Regions from separate parts of the Mus musculus genome. Here region 2 is linked to region 1. A link is a contact called in public promoter capture Hi-C data. All regions are on one chromosome and are shown on one strand. The core of a region is the stretch at or near the end of the contact, and the rest is flanking DNA. Distances in the headings are between cores, read along the strand shown.

What was found. Capture Hi-C pulls out chosen DNA fragments and counts their contacts.
Region 2: a contact with region 1 is called in a promoter capture Hi-C map of adipose tissue, with 2.3 times the contacts expected there. The contact joins two enhancer-like sites. A contact is called at or near these places in 2 of 39 promoter capture datasets (the HPC-7 cell line and cranial neural crest), 5 of 115 datasets of contacts at active chromatin or transcription factors (the 230-238 cell line, the SCID.adh cell line, bone marrow-derived macrophages and 2 more) and 3 of 9 other capture datasets (adipose tissue, liver and pancreatic islet).

Annotation. Positions count from the first base shown.
Region 1 is chr11:102,304,778-102,311,794 of GRCm38.p6, reverse strand. It overlaps Ubtf (upstream binding transcription factor, RNA polymerase I), which reads left to right. Exons shown (of 21, transcript NM_011551.7): 6 at 1-41; 7 at 295-415; 8 at 759-869; 9 at 1,219-1,352; 10 at 1,463-1,604; 11 at 1,886-1,927; 12 at 2,028-2,141; 13 at 2,243-2,398; 14 at 2,746-2,901; 15 at 2,986-3,096; 16 at 3,478-3,566; 17 at 3,657-3,846; 18 at 4,504-4,551; 19 at 4,645-4,716; 2 more. The coding sequence ends at 5,154. Among named protein-coding and RNA genes, the nearest start is that of Ubtf, 11 kb to the left of the region's middle. Within about 2 kb of position 2,599, at least 336 of the 459 cell types and tissues checked have an H3K27ac peak or open chromatin away from gene starts, as enhancers often do. A contact at or near this core is called in adipose tissue, where this site is marked.
Region 2 is chr11:102,530,609-102,537,625 of GRCm38.p6, reverse strand. The region is part of intron 2 of Gpatch8 (G patch domain containing 8); the gene reads left to right. Among named protein-coding and RNA genes, the nearest start is that of Gm25337, 15 kb to the left of the region's middle. Within about 2 kb of position 3,360, at least 2 of the 459 cell types and tissues checked have an H3K27ac peak or open chromatin away from gene starts, as enhancers often do. A contact at or near this core is called in adipose tissue, where this site is marked.

The sequences.
Region 1 (7,017 bases), core at 1,350-3,849:
AGGGAGAAACAGGAGTTCGAGCGAAACCTGGCCCGATTCAGGTAAGGCAGAGGAGGGCTATGGGGCACTGGGTGCGGTAGGATAAACGTACTGTCTGAGACTAGAACTGACCGTCCATGAAACGTGGAAGTCTTGTGTAGACTGTAGTGTCAGGTTCAGGGGCAGGGACAGGTTGCCAGCCACAAACTTCCACCGAGCTCCTGCAGGAAGGCCTAAAAGGCTTGGCTTGGGCAGCTAGCTGGGGTCTGCCCTAGCGGTGTCCCCTGCTGACCCTTGCTCCGGTCCCCTGGTTAGGGAGGATCACCCTGACCTTATCCAGAATGCCAAGAAGTCGGACATCCCCGAGAAACCCAAAACTCCCCAGCAACTGTGGTACACCCACGAGAAGAAGGTGTATCTCAAAGTGCGGCCGGATGTGAGTGTCTGGCCAAAGGGTAGGGGCGGAGGGCACACGGCGGTGGCAAGGGGGGAGCCGCGCCTGGTGGCTGGGTATGGTGCAGGGGAGCAGGAGAGGAGGCCCCTCCCCAGGGGGGGGGATTGCATGGACAGGGCCTGGGCCAGCTGGCGTGCGAATGAGTGTGTGTGTGAGCCTGTCCCTCGCACCAAGGCGGATCCCTGCCTCTCCACCTTACCCTCCTGGCCTGCGGTGGACACTTGCGTGACCTCCTGTGGCCCGAGGGGGGCGGGGCCCTCTGTGCCCCTCCCCCCCTCCCCTGCCCCTGGCTGCCTGCGTGTGTCTGACGGCTTTTGGTTTGCAGGCCACTACGAAGGAGGTGAAGGACTCCCTGGGGAAGCAGTGGTCTCAGCTCTCGGACAAAAAGAGGCTGAAATGGATTCATAAGGCCCTGGAGCAGCGGAAGGAGTACGAGGTTAGGCTTCCGCTGCGCTCCTCCCCATCCGGCTCTTCACGAGCCTTTGCCCTCTGACTCGTGCCACAGCGTTCTGCACGTGGCAGTCGTTCCCTGACCTTCTACTGAGGGAGGGGCCTTTTGGGCCCCTTTCCTCTGTCCCTACCGTCTTACAAGCCCCGTTCCCACCCGAGAGATCTCAGGCTAGGGCAGAGCAGGACACCATATTGCAGATGACACAGCAGACACACAGACACACGGCCATCCCCAGCTTTGCTCCCTGCCTCCCCTCCCCAGCGGCTCTCCCCCTTATGTTGTCCCCGCTAACCCCACACCCCATTACCCTCCGCTCCCCTACCTCCCTCTGCAGGAGATTATGCGGGACTATATCCAGAAGCACCCTGAGCTGAACATCAGTGAGGAAGGCATCACCAAGTCCACCCTCACCAAGGCCGAGCGCCAGCTCAAGGACAAGTTCGATGGGCGACCTACCAAGCCGCCTCCGTGAGCACCGCCCTGGATGGGTGGGCGAGTGGGCCATCAGGGAGTTGTTCGTGAAGAACTTGAACCCAGTCCCGTTTGCTCATGGGTGTGCCTTCCTCCGGATTCAATAGGAACAGCTACTCCCTGTACTGTGCGGAGCTCATGGCCAACATGAAGGATGTGCCCAGCACAGAGCGCATGGTGCTATGCAGCCAGCAATGGAAGCTGCTCTCTCAGAAGGAGAAGGATGCCTATCACAAGAAATGTGACCAGGTGCGCAGGGCAGGTGCCAGGCCACCCCGAGCTCGGGGTCTTGACTTGGGGTTTAGCGCATGAGCTTTGCCTGGGCTCAGTAACTCACTGATTACAGGTGCCTCAGCCACCTGCCTTCAGCCTGGGCCGGGTTTAGCCTCCCCTGTCTGTCAGGCCTCTTGGCTGCCATCTTCAGGGGGTGAGAAGGTTACATACACCCAGTCCCTAGGGGCCTGCTGAGGCTGGCTGGCCCAGGAGAATGGAGGCTGACCCCAACTCACTGAATCCCCTTACTTTCCTAGAAAAAGAAAGATTATGAGGTAGAGCTGCTGCGGTTCCTTGAGGTAAGTAGGCACCACCTTGAGGTGGGCAGAGGGCGCATTCTGGAGTCCGAGGAGCCGGCCTACCTGCCTGCTGCAGCCCCATACCCTTCTTCCTACCTAGAGCTTGCCGGAGGAAGAGCAGCAGCGGGTTCTGGGGGAGGAGAAGATGCTGAACATCAATAAGAAGCAAACCACCAGTCCGGCCTCCAAGAAGCCTTCACAGGAAGGTGGCAAGGTGAGTGTCCCATGCCCGTGGGGGTGGGGGCCAGGATGGAGCCGCTCACAGGAGGAGGCTAGTGGCAATTGTACCTCCGATACTCCCCGTACTTCCCTTAGGGTGGCTCCGAGAAGCCCAAGCGGCCTGTGTCTGCTATGTTCATCTTCTCTGAGGAGAAGCGAAGGCAGCTACAGGAGGAACGACCTGAGCTCTCCGAAAGCGAACTGACCCGCCTTCTGGCCCGCATGTGGAACGACTTGTCCGAGAAGAAGAAGGTCGGGCCTTGGAGAGACCCCCTACTACTCTTCCCTAAGGGTCTCCTGGGCCACTTCCATGCGCGCGGTTACAGCCGCTCCCCGGCACCAGAAGTGAATCACACGTGTACCGTGTACCCGGGCTCAATTGCTGGGGCGGGAGCCGGAAGAAGGGAAGCTTTCAGCTTCCTTGTTGGCTCCCTTGGAGAGCGGCCCCATGGGTGGGGCGGAGCTTGGTGGACGTCACTGCTGCCCACGGCTTCTGCCGGACCCGCCCTCCTCAACAGGGAGCCGGCAACGAATGCTGGGTGGGCTTAGCGCGCCCCCTAGGGGTGGCCCGAATGTTAACATCCTTGCTTTTTCTATAGGCTAAATACAAGGCCCGGGAGGCTGCGCTGAAGGCGCAGTCTGAGAGGAAGCCGGGCGGGGAGCGTGAAGATAGGGGCAAGCTGCCGGAGTCGCCCAAGAGGGCTGAGGAGATCTGGCAGCAGAGTGTCATCGGAGACTATCTGGCCCGCTTCAAGGTAGCGGAGAGTGGGGAAGGATCGGTTTATGGTCTCTAGCAACAGACCCCCTCCCATAACTGATATCCTGGGTTTGTACCTTAGAATGACCGGGTGAAAGCCTTGAAAGCCATGGAGATGACTTGGAACAACATGGAGAAGAAGGAGAAGCTGATGTGGATTAAGAAGGCAGCAGAAGACCAAAAACGATATGAGGTGGGAAGGGGTTGGGCCACCTGCCTCCATGATGGGCCAGGAGGGCCAGCTTTGTTTAAGACCCTGAGCCAGTCTCTTAACTTCCGGCCTGGCATAGGCTAGGTGGGCGTCAAGGTACTAGCCTCTTGGGTGATTTTGGCGGGGGGGGGGGGGGGGGGCGGGACGGGACTACTTCCATTTCAGGGAACATTTTTGAAACGACCCTCTTGGTGCAGTGACTTGTCCAGCAGTTGTTTTGAGAAGAGTCCTGCTATGGATCCCAGCTAGCTACCACTACCAGCTCTAGCTCCTCCTGCCTTAATCTCTGCCGAGTTGAGATCTCCCCCGCCAGTGGGGTGGGGAGTGCGGGTGTGGGTGTGACCTCTCCGTCTCTCTCCACAGAGAGAGTTAAGTGAGATGCGGGCCCCTCCAGCTGCTACAAACTCTTCCAAGAAGATGAAGTTCCAGGGAGAACCCAAGAAACCTCCTATGTAAGCCTGAGGCTGGGACCTATGGTGTAGACAGGGCTTAGAAGGCGGCTCCCTTAGGACCCTGACTGTCCCTGTCACCCCACGCTGCAGGAACGGTTACCAGAAGTTCTCCCAGGAGCTGCTGTCCAATGGGGAGCTAAATCACCTGCCGCTGAAGGAGCGCATGGTGGAGATTGGCAGCCGCTGGCAGCGCATCTCCCAGAGCCAGAAGGAGCACTATAAGAAGCTGGCGGAGGAGCAACAGAGGCAGTACAAGGTGCACTTGGACCTCTGGGTCAAGGTGAGAGAGAGGACAAAGGCACCTTGGAAGGGAGTGCCTGCAGGGACTGGGAAGTCCTGCGGGGCAGTGGGTACTGACATTTTTTAAAGCTAAGCAAGCCAAGGTATCAAGTCATTTGCCAAGGTTACATAGTAGACAGTTTGTGTAGACTGGGTGCTCTTCGTTCAAGCAAGGACCAGGAGACTTGTAGGGCCTGGCTAGGCTGGCAGTCTCCACTGCTGTGCTTGAATGGTCACATTTGTCCAGGGAGAATTACCTGTCACTCAGATAGGCTAACCAAAGACCCAGAGGGATGGCAGGAATTCAGTGTTCAAGAATTTTGTCAGTCTTCGTCGTCATTTCAAAGACTGGGGTCCAGGTGGGGTTGACCTCGTGAGTCATTGGGGGGGGGCATGCTTTGCAGTTAAAGAAGCCCTAGGTACAGGGCTACCATTTGGAAACGGCAGTTGGGGGTAGGGCATTGCTATGAAAACTGACTTGGTTCAGTGTTCAGAATCAGGAGTTATGTTCTGAGCCCCTAAAAGCTTTCTGCAGGGACCCAAAGTTTAGGAGACTGAGTGTAAAGATAAGGTATGTGGGAGCTCTGCCCAGTGGACGTCGGCGTATGCAGCCAGCTGTAGGATGGGGTTGATCTTATTCCCAGTTCTTTCTCCCCAGAGCCTGTCTCCCCAGGACCGCGCAGCATACAAAGAATACATCTCCAATGTAAGCAGGAGCACAAGGCAGTGGAGGGGGAGGCTGGAGGGACTCTGCAGGGGCTGGGACTCACTTCAGCCCCCTTCCCATCCTTTCTGTCAGAAACGTAAGAACATGACCAAGCTCCGAGGCCCAAACCCCAAGTCTAGCCGGACCACCCTGCAGTCCAAGTCGGTAAGGCACCCCTGCAAGGTGGGTGGGTGGCTGGCAAGGTGGGTGTATCTGGCTGCTGATGCGTCTCCACACCTCCCAGGAGTCCGAGGAGGATGACGATGAGGAGGAGGAGGACGACGAGGAGGAGGAGGAAGAGGAAGATGATGAGAACGGTGACTCTTCTGAGGATGGCGGGGACTCTTCTGAGTCCAGCAGTGAAGATGAAAGCGAGGATGGGGATGAGGTGGGCAGGAGGCGTGGTGGGAGGGAGGGTTGTTGTAGATCACCAGGAGGGCCACACACACGGTGACGGTGGGGTCTTTATTCTCCCAGAATGATGATGACGACGACGATGAAGATGACGAAGATGACGACGATGAGGATGAAGACAACGAGTCTGAGGGCAGTAGCTCCAGCTCTTCATCCTCAGGGGACTCTTCGGATTCTGACTCCAACTGAGGCTCAGCCTCCACCCCAGGCAGGCAGGCAGGCAGGCAGCCAAGGAGAGAGCCCCTGCAGAGCTCATCTCCCCAACTGACAACCTTTGACAACCTTTGTCTCTCCCTGTGTTCTGTCCCGTACCCTCCAGACTTCCCCACTTTCTTTCTTTCTTTCTTTTTTGTTTTTTAAATCAGTGGGGGGTAGGAGGCTGCATGAGCCCAAGCTAGGACTCTGCAGCCTTGGAGCCTCAGCTCCAGGGTTCTCCAGGGACAGCAACCATCAGACTGAGCCAGCGCTGGACGGGCCCACCCTGCCCCTCTTCTGCATTTGCAGTTCCGGCATGGACAATGGACTGGGGAGTTTGGGGGTGGGAGAGAGTCTTAAAGAGTTTGGTGAGACCTCCACACCTGCAGCCTGCAGCAAGGTGGATGTTCGGGGGGCCTTTCCTTCCCAGATGGGCTTGCTACCTGGACCCCCCACATTGAACTGGAGGGAGACAAGGGTGCTGCCTTCAAGAAAGCAGGCAGTGGCCCTGTCCCTCTTCCCTGCCCCTGCAGGAAGGAGCTGCCTGGACCCGTTCGTGGGGGAGGGGCAGAGTGTTTTTTTATATATGTGTGTATATATTTTTTTTTTAAGCTCTGAGCTGTCAACGAGACGTTTCCTACCGATCTCGGCTGCCGTCTCTGTTGTCATTTCTGGGACTGGGAGGGCCTGGGATGGGGTGGATTGAGACTTAAAAAAAAAAAAAAGGTCTAGGTATGCATAGAATGTGTGTGAGGCTGTGTGTGTGTGTGTGTGTGTGTGTGTGTGTGTGTGTGTGAGGCTGTGTGTGTGATGTGCACACACGTGAGCGAGCGATACAGCATGACTGCGCCTGTGGATAGGAGAGAGAGAGAAGAGTGTGTGTGTGTGTGTGTGTGTGTGTGTGTGTGTGTGTGTGTGTGTGTCTAGAGCCTGTCTCTTTGAATCTGGAAAAAGGGTCGGTAGAGGCCTGGGAGATGGTGTCCCTAGCAGGAACAAACCAAGGCTGCCCCTCCCTGCCATCTTCCATTGTGGGGTTCAGGGACACCACCTGATGCTTCCTATACTAGTTTGCCCCTGCCAAGGCCATGTCCCTGAGCTGCTGCAGGTCTGTGCTGTCCAGCAGGAAAGTGGGAGGGGCAAACCATGGCATGAGCCTTAAAGCTTTTCTCTGGTGCCCTGGGCTTCAGGAAGTTCTTCCTGCCTTGCCCCGTGTCCTCTGGCCATCCCCATTTCCTTTGAGTTCTCAGGTCTGCTCCCTCTTTCCTGCCGCCACCCCTGTATGCAGAAGATGCTCTCTGCAACTGCTCCTCTAACTGCTTGCCAGCAGTTTGGGACCTTCTGAAGAGGGTCAGTCCCTTGACGGTGAAATCCTAGTCACCTTTACCTGTGGTGATTATCAGTTTTACTATGTTGGCCAGAATTTTTGTTCGTGCTATTGGGTTTTGCTTCTTAAATGAAAGCCAGAGGTGGGAAGTAGGCTCTCCACAGAAAGTAGGCTGCAGCCCAGCTGCCAGTCCCTCTTGAAAGCAAAGACATTTGCCTGGACTGTGTGATGGAGATTCCTAAAGAGAAGATTCCCTCCCACCCCACCCCCTGCCCTCAGCGCGCGCGCACGCACACACACACACACACACACACACACACACTGTCCTTATTCTAAAATTTAGTACCAGGGTTTTAAGTTCCTGAGAGGGCTTGCAGAGAACTCCATCTCCTTGTTTGAACACCCTGGACTGTTACACTTGAGTGAAATGCGTTTTCACTTAGAAACAACTTTGAACAGGACATGTGTTCCTCCCACTGCAAGTATTGGAAAATTCTTAGAGGTAGGGCTGTGGGGGTGGGACATGTTGGTGC
Region 2 (7,017 bases), core at 2,111-4,610, 230 kb before region 1:
AGTTCTGGGACAGCCAAGGCTACACAGAGAGAACCCTGTTTCTAGGAGGAAAGAAAAGTCTTAAGTTTTGGACATAAAACAATGTTATTCTAGAACAACTGCCCATAGTTGAAGTGTCTAAGCTTGTTATTGTCAGTATTTAAAATTTGTGCTTACATGTGTCTACTTAAGAAGATTTAATTGAGGCATTGGTAAAGCTTGAATAGATACGAAGTCAGACAGGGAATCCTAAGTTTTATATATCCTTCAAGATAGGCCCCTCTCCCTTTAAGCAACACTAGTTTCTTTTCCTTCTGTGAAATAACAAAGCAGTTGAGAAAGTATAGATAATTTAACTTTTGCTTTCAAAGCTATGACATAGTAAAGGATCAACATATATTTATGTTCCTAATTAGGTTGGTGTTGTGTGTGTTTGTGTGTATGTTTAGATGTTTACAGAATTTACACAACTTGGGGTGTTCGACATTTTTCTTCCACAGCAGTTGGCCCATATTAGCTAAGCAGCCATGATCTGGTTTGTATTGCACGGTCTGCCTTTTTTTTTTAATTTCTTCTCTAGGGTTTCTTTCTCCCTACCTCCCCTTCTTATTTCTGTTTTTCTGGTCCAGTGAACACTGCATATAGTACTTTCTGTCTTAATGTGCTGGCATGATGCTAGACTAGGCATGGCAGTAATTGATGACGCATGTGATAATGCTGCAGAGGGAGAGTTCATAGCTGAGCGTGTGCTGAACCTAAGAGGAAAATGCCAAGCCCACTCTGCTAAATAAAGTCCACCAAGGCTCGTGCCTTGTTCTGTATCAGATCATCAGGAAGAATTTTATAATGAAATTCGTAGGCAAGATACATGGTTTGTACTTAAATAATTTAGTTTTCCATTTTAATTTAAAAATATTTCTTTGCATCAGTTTTAAGGATAAACCCCCAGTTGTTAGAGCCTCCCAGTCCCATATCCCATCAGGGTCACAGATGTTCGGTTTCTGTTGAGCACTTTGTCTGGGCAGTATCAGGAAGTTTAATTAGTCTGAAACTGTAGCCTGCTTCATTTGTAATGTACTTAATGAATATTTCTTTAAAAGCATTTACATTTAGCCCTTTTAAGTTCTGTGTAGGTCCACATTACAATTTTCTAAGCCATTCCTATGACATGAGACTAATGATACTATTTCCTCACAGTGCCCAGGATTTTTTTCTTGGACATGTCGTATTCGTAAGCAAAGCACTGTGTCAAGTCAGTCTGCTTGAGTAATCATTGCCGAGTAATCTCAGTGAGTAAGAGTAGAATCAGCTCAGGGCTTGTTTAGTAGAGAATGTTAATCTCCATTAAAATAACAAATGCTACTGTGCTCAGACAGGACCTTTACTTTTTAAAATAAATGTGTGGTCAGAGATATATATGTTATAATAAGTTATACTTCTGGTGAAAAATTATTTCTGGAGTCTATAAACATATACATTAATTGTGAGTTAATAGTTTAAATAATAGTAGAAAGACCTTTTAAGATGCATTATGTTAAATAGAAGGTAGGACTCAAAGAAAAAAAAAAAGAAAAACGGGTCCCAGAAAACAAAGAGCTTTATTTCTGCTACCTAATCATCTAGAAACAAAATTTAAAGTTTTAAAAGCACACCTATATCCAAAGACAAAAGTCCTCTATCTGAATGCCCAGCAGATAAGTGTTTAGTTTTGGGGCTGGCTGGCTGGCTTGAGCTGTTTCGTTCTAAGCGGGGTTGTTGCTTTTTACACAGTCTCTGCTGAATTAAGATCTTTCTCTGCAGCAATATCGTGAGAGGTGCTGACTGTTTTGCTACAGCATGCAACTCAAAAGTGGCTGGGGAAACACAGCTTTGGGAGTCTACAGATCATTGCAGGAGCTAAATAGTCATTTCAATACGTAAGCAAGGGGTCTGCAGCACCTGATGACTGGAGGTCTGCACAGGTTTGTGTCAAGAATATGCCTATATGAAAGGCTGTTATGAGTATGGAATTAAGGCTATTTGTTTCATAATAGAGCATATTTGATACAAATCAGCAAAATGTGAAATGAGATTCAAAGATATTAATGAGTTATACATTAACCAAACTTCTGAAGTCTGGATTTGTTAGTGAGATTATATAGTTACTCAATTTTAGTAGGCAAATGTTAAAAACAAGATTCATAAAATACAAAATTCATTAAAAAACAACAATCAGAATAATGTTTGCAATAAAGTTTTATTTTCCTTTATTTCAACTAAAATATCCTTTTGATCAAGAGTAAAATATTTTCTAAAAAATTACATTAGAATTGGCAGATAACTTGACTATCTGAATTATAGTGAAAGAATAAAATATGTTTTCTTAATGCAAACAACTTTTTTAGTTTCAACTTTAAAAGTTGTTAGTTATGAGATTTTGACATTAAAGCCACAACTATGACCTCCATACATTTAAAATATTGGGAAAACTAAATATAACCTAAATCCCTAGCCCAATCTTAGATTCTATTGTAGTTACAAGAATCGGTTAGTACGATTTAGAATATATGATTTTTTTTTATGATCTTATCCTAGTTTGAAGATGATAAATCAGATGGGATAATGAAGTTGGATAAAAGAAAAAAAATGCCTGCATCATAGACTTGAAAAAATGCTGTCATTGATACAACTGAAAGTACAACTTTCCACCAGATTAGTTGCTTTTATTGTGACTGATAAAAATCCTGACTTTAGGAGTTGTCAAGTTTAGTGGGTTTTTTAAAAGTTAGTGTTAAGTTTTCCAACTATCTAGTTGCCAATGTTTAGTTTACTTAAGTAGGGATTTAATAGTACATATATACCTGGAGTTTTGTTATGTTGCATATCTGTGTAGATCTGTGGACTCCACTAGTTCCAAAATGTAACTCTGTGAGACTGCTAATTTGACTCTTAGCAGTGACCTTATGTGGACTGCACAATAAACAATATGCTTCTTGGAGCTGAATGGTGTAGCATTACTATATGGCTTTTCTCTCTAGTCTTCATTGTCATCTGTAGTGAGCTATAGATTTTTTTTGTTTGTTTGGGGAATTTTTGCAGATTTGTTCTTTGCATGGGTTCACATGGTAGCATTGGTTCTTGCTTATAGTCTCTAATACACAATCAGCAAAGCTTACAACCCACTCAAGAGACTTATCATTTTTGTTCTGCTGAAAACGGCCTAAATTTTATAAATTAAATCCAGTTGTCAACTAAAAGAAAATTGAGTGTAGGATTAATATTTATCTAGTCACTGATGTATCTGAAGTGGTTTTCTCTTGAGAACATGAGGTTCTGTTTTCTAGTATCAAAACTTGCAGTCAGCCCTTGCAAGAAAATACATTTTTATCTGTGTTTTGGCATGCCCTATGCTGCTGTTGCCAAATGGTCCTAGTTCCCATAGTGGTATGTAGTTAAGTGGAGCAGAGAGCAGTTCCTGCGAAAGTTTTGTACTTCCAGTTTAATTGATAAATAAGAATGTTGAAGACCATCTAAAATAGTTACTGAAGTTTTTGTTTCAATGTATTGGTGGTCACTTATAAAGCACTTTTTGCATTTGAAGATCCTCCCATTTAAAAACTCTAACATAATAGACAGGAACACATATTGGTAGTACAGAATTTTAATTTACTTTTTAACTTACAAATAGAAAGCCAGAACAAGTCAGTTGAGGTAATCTTGCTCCCTTCCTCCCCCAAAAAGAGTTTTCATTCAGTTCAGCTTCACTTGCACACACTAGGACTTCACTTGCAGCTGAAGATCACAAAGCTGCCATTTGGAACAACTCTGGCAACTCTGAATCAGATAGAAAATTGTCTTTCTGTGTCTTCCTTAAGACAATTTCATTTCCCTTATTTCTTCATTTAAAATAGAAATATCCTTGTAATTCTTTTTTTGTTAAGATTTATTTATTTTATGTATATAAAATACACTGTCTGTCTTCAGACACACCAGAAGAGGGCATAAGATCCCATTACAGATGGTTGTGAGCCACCAAAAGGCAGCCACTGCTCTTAACTCCTGAGCCATCTCTCCAGTCCCCTCCTTTGTAATTCTTACATGTACATTTAAATAGTACATAATCTAGCCTGTTAGCACCACAAGTCTTTGTTAATTGTACATTGTTTGAAAGGCTAAAAGATTAATTTTTGTTTCTATAAAATAATTTAAAACTCAAATTATATCTTTATGTAGATAGTATTAACTTTTTTATGTGTGGGGGTGAAATAGGGTCCAATTTGACTTAGATGCCAGTGGGTAACTTAAGATGGCTTTGAACACATAACAGTCCTGCTTTAGCCTCCCAAGTGTTAGAATTTCAGGTGTGAACCACCACACCTGGCTGTTTTTGTTGTTTGTTGGGACAGTTTCTTAAGAGACATTACTGGTTTCAGACTCAGAGGATGATCCTGGATCTCTGATCTCTGATTCGCCTTCCTCTTCCTCTTCCTCTTAGGATTGTAGGTAGGCACATGACTTTCTTTGTTTAGTCTCTCCCTCCCTCCCCCTCTCTCTTTTTCTTTCTCTCTCTTCTTTCTTCCTTTCCTTTCCCTTTCCCTTTCCTTTCCTTTCCTTTCCTTTCCTTTCCTTTCCTTTCCTTTCCTTTCCTTTCCTTTCCTTTCCTTTCCTTTCCTTTCCTTTCCTTTCCTTTCCTTTTCTTTCCGACAGAGCTCTCTATTATGTTGCTCCGAGTGCCCTGAAACTCATTCTGTAGACCAGGCTGTGACCTTAAACTAACAGAATTGAGAATTGCTGGAATTAAAGGGGTGAGCCATCATGCCTGGCTTTTTCTTCTTTTAAGTCTTAACTCATACTGTTGCCATGGAACTCAATATGTACACAAGTTGGATTTCCTTTCTCAAGTGCTGGAATTGTAGACATGTGCCATTATGCCTGGCCTTACATATTTTATTTTTATTACTTTAAAAAAATAAAAAATTGTAATTATTGTAATGATAAAAATTATAAAGAGTTGCTGATTCTTACAAGATATTTTTTTCTAATTGTTAATAATTTTAGAACTATATTTACTGCTCATTTCCTGTATTTGTCATGATTACCTGTTGGAGCTTTTAAGTTTTTAGTCAATCTACCATTATAAATAACCATGGGATTCTCATACGGGAAAACCACAAAATCACAGTCCTAAATAAAGTAAATGTATTATTGGTTTTCTGCAAGCCCCTTGTTTATTGATGATGAAAAATTTATAGTTCAGAGATTGGCAAGTGTCATTTTATTGTAAAAGTGGTTTTTTCCTTGTATTAAAGGTATATGCTACCACACCTGACCTCACCCCCTTCCTTTCTCTTTTCTTTTTCTTTTCTCTTCTCTTCTCTTCTCTTCTCTTCTCTTCTCTTCTCTTCTCTTCTCTTCTCTTCTCTTCTCTTCTTGTCTTTCCTTTTTCCCTTCTCTTTTTTAATTTACTCGGTGGGCTGGAGAAATGACTAAGTGGTTAAGAATGGGTGTTACTCTCACAAAGACCTAAATTGATCCTCAGCACTCATAGCTCATAGCTGCCTGTTAACTCCAGCTCCAGGGTATGACAGGTCTGAGCTTCTCAGACACACACACACAAACACACACCCCAAATTAAAAAAAAAAACAAAACAAGCAAACAAACAGGTTTTTAACAAGTTATTTAGGTATACAGTATTTCTTCATCATAGTTACCACCACCTTTTTTTTCCTTTTTAGTAGGAGACCACACTGAATAGTTTTGTGACAAGCCATGTAGCAGCTTTGTCCTGTCAAAACAGGTAGTTTAAAATGATAGGAGAGGTTCAGGTTGTCTTTATTAGTTATTCATTTACCTGAGGAGGCTGGTGGGGAGATGTGTGTGCTGTTTTGTTGTCTGTTTCTGTCAGCAGAAGGACTCAGCAGAGGGATAGATAGTTTATAGTCTGGAGCACTTGATTCTCTGCTCCTGCTTAGAGAAGTTGAGGGACTAGCAAAAGGGCAGTTTAACCTTAGGCCTTAGAAGAGTGACGCCACTGTCACCCGAGGTGACAGCCAGCCTCTTGAGTGGAGCTGTAAAAGTGCTGCTAATGTGTATGCCCTGAACTTTGCTTTGTTCTCCTTAACATTTGCTCTCCCTCTCACTGTCGTCAGTCACACACGCTGCCCTGAATCTCAGCTGCTCTTGACTCGTGGTTTTACTTATGCTTCCAGTCTCCTTTAATAAATACATTACTTGCAAGCAGTGAATTGAAAACAAGAGAAAAAGTAAAAAATAAAGCGACCATTAGTGATCGGACAGTTTCTTACTTTGTGTTACATTTAACTGTTCTTTTGACAGCCCAGTTTTTAAAGCCAGGTTCGTATGGAAATGCTTCACTCCACTTGCACTGCTTTTGGAAATAGCATACTGCTTCATCTGTCTGTTTACTTTAGTGCATTCATAATATAACACAGTAAGCATAATGTCTCATCTCTTGTGGCCAAAGATTGATTTCTTAAAAAAGGAAAAAACAAAAACAAAACAGCAAAAACAGATCATAACAAAATAGGGGAGAAACAACAATTTTTGTCAGCATTACTTAATACATAAATCTTTGTGCCATACACTGTTAGAGCATTCATGTAGCAAGAGAGTAAACAATAATGAACTGCAATTGTTAGTCACTTAATTTTTATTTTATTTTATTTTGAGATAAAAAGATCTCACTTTTTAATTCTGACTGTCATTGAACTCCAGGTAATTCTCTTGCCTTAGCCACCTCACTGCTGCGGTTATAAGGAATGTGCCCCCATATCAAGCTCATATGATCTAAAAGTCATTTTGCTAGCCTTGTCATTTCCAAAGGTACTTATAAGTAGCTAAACTTGGTTGATAGTGGGGAAAATAAAGGATATTGTTGTGCTTTGCTTTCATGATTTTTTTTTTACCCCCGAGACAGGGTTTCTCTGTGTAGCTCTGGCTGTCCTGGAACTCACTTTGTAGACCAGGCTGGCCTCGAACTCAGAAATCCGCCTGCCTCTGCCTTCCAAGTGCTGGGATTAAAGGTGTGCGCCACCACT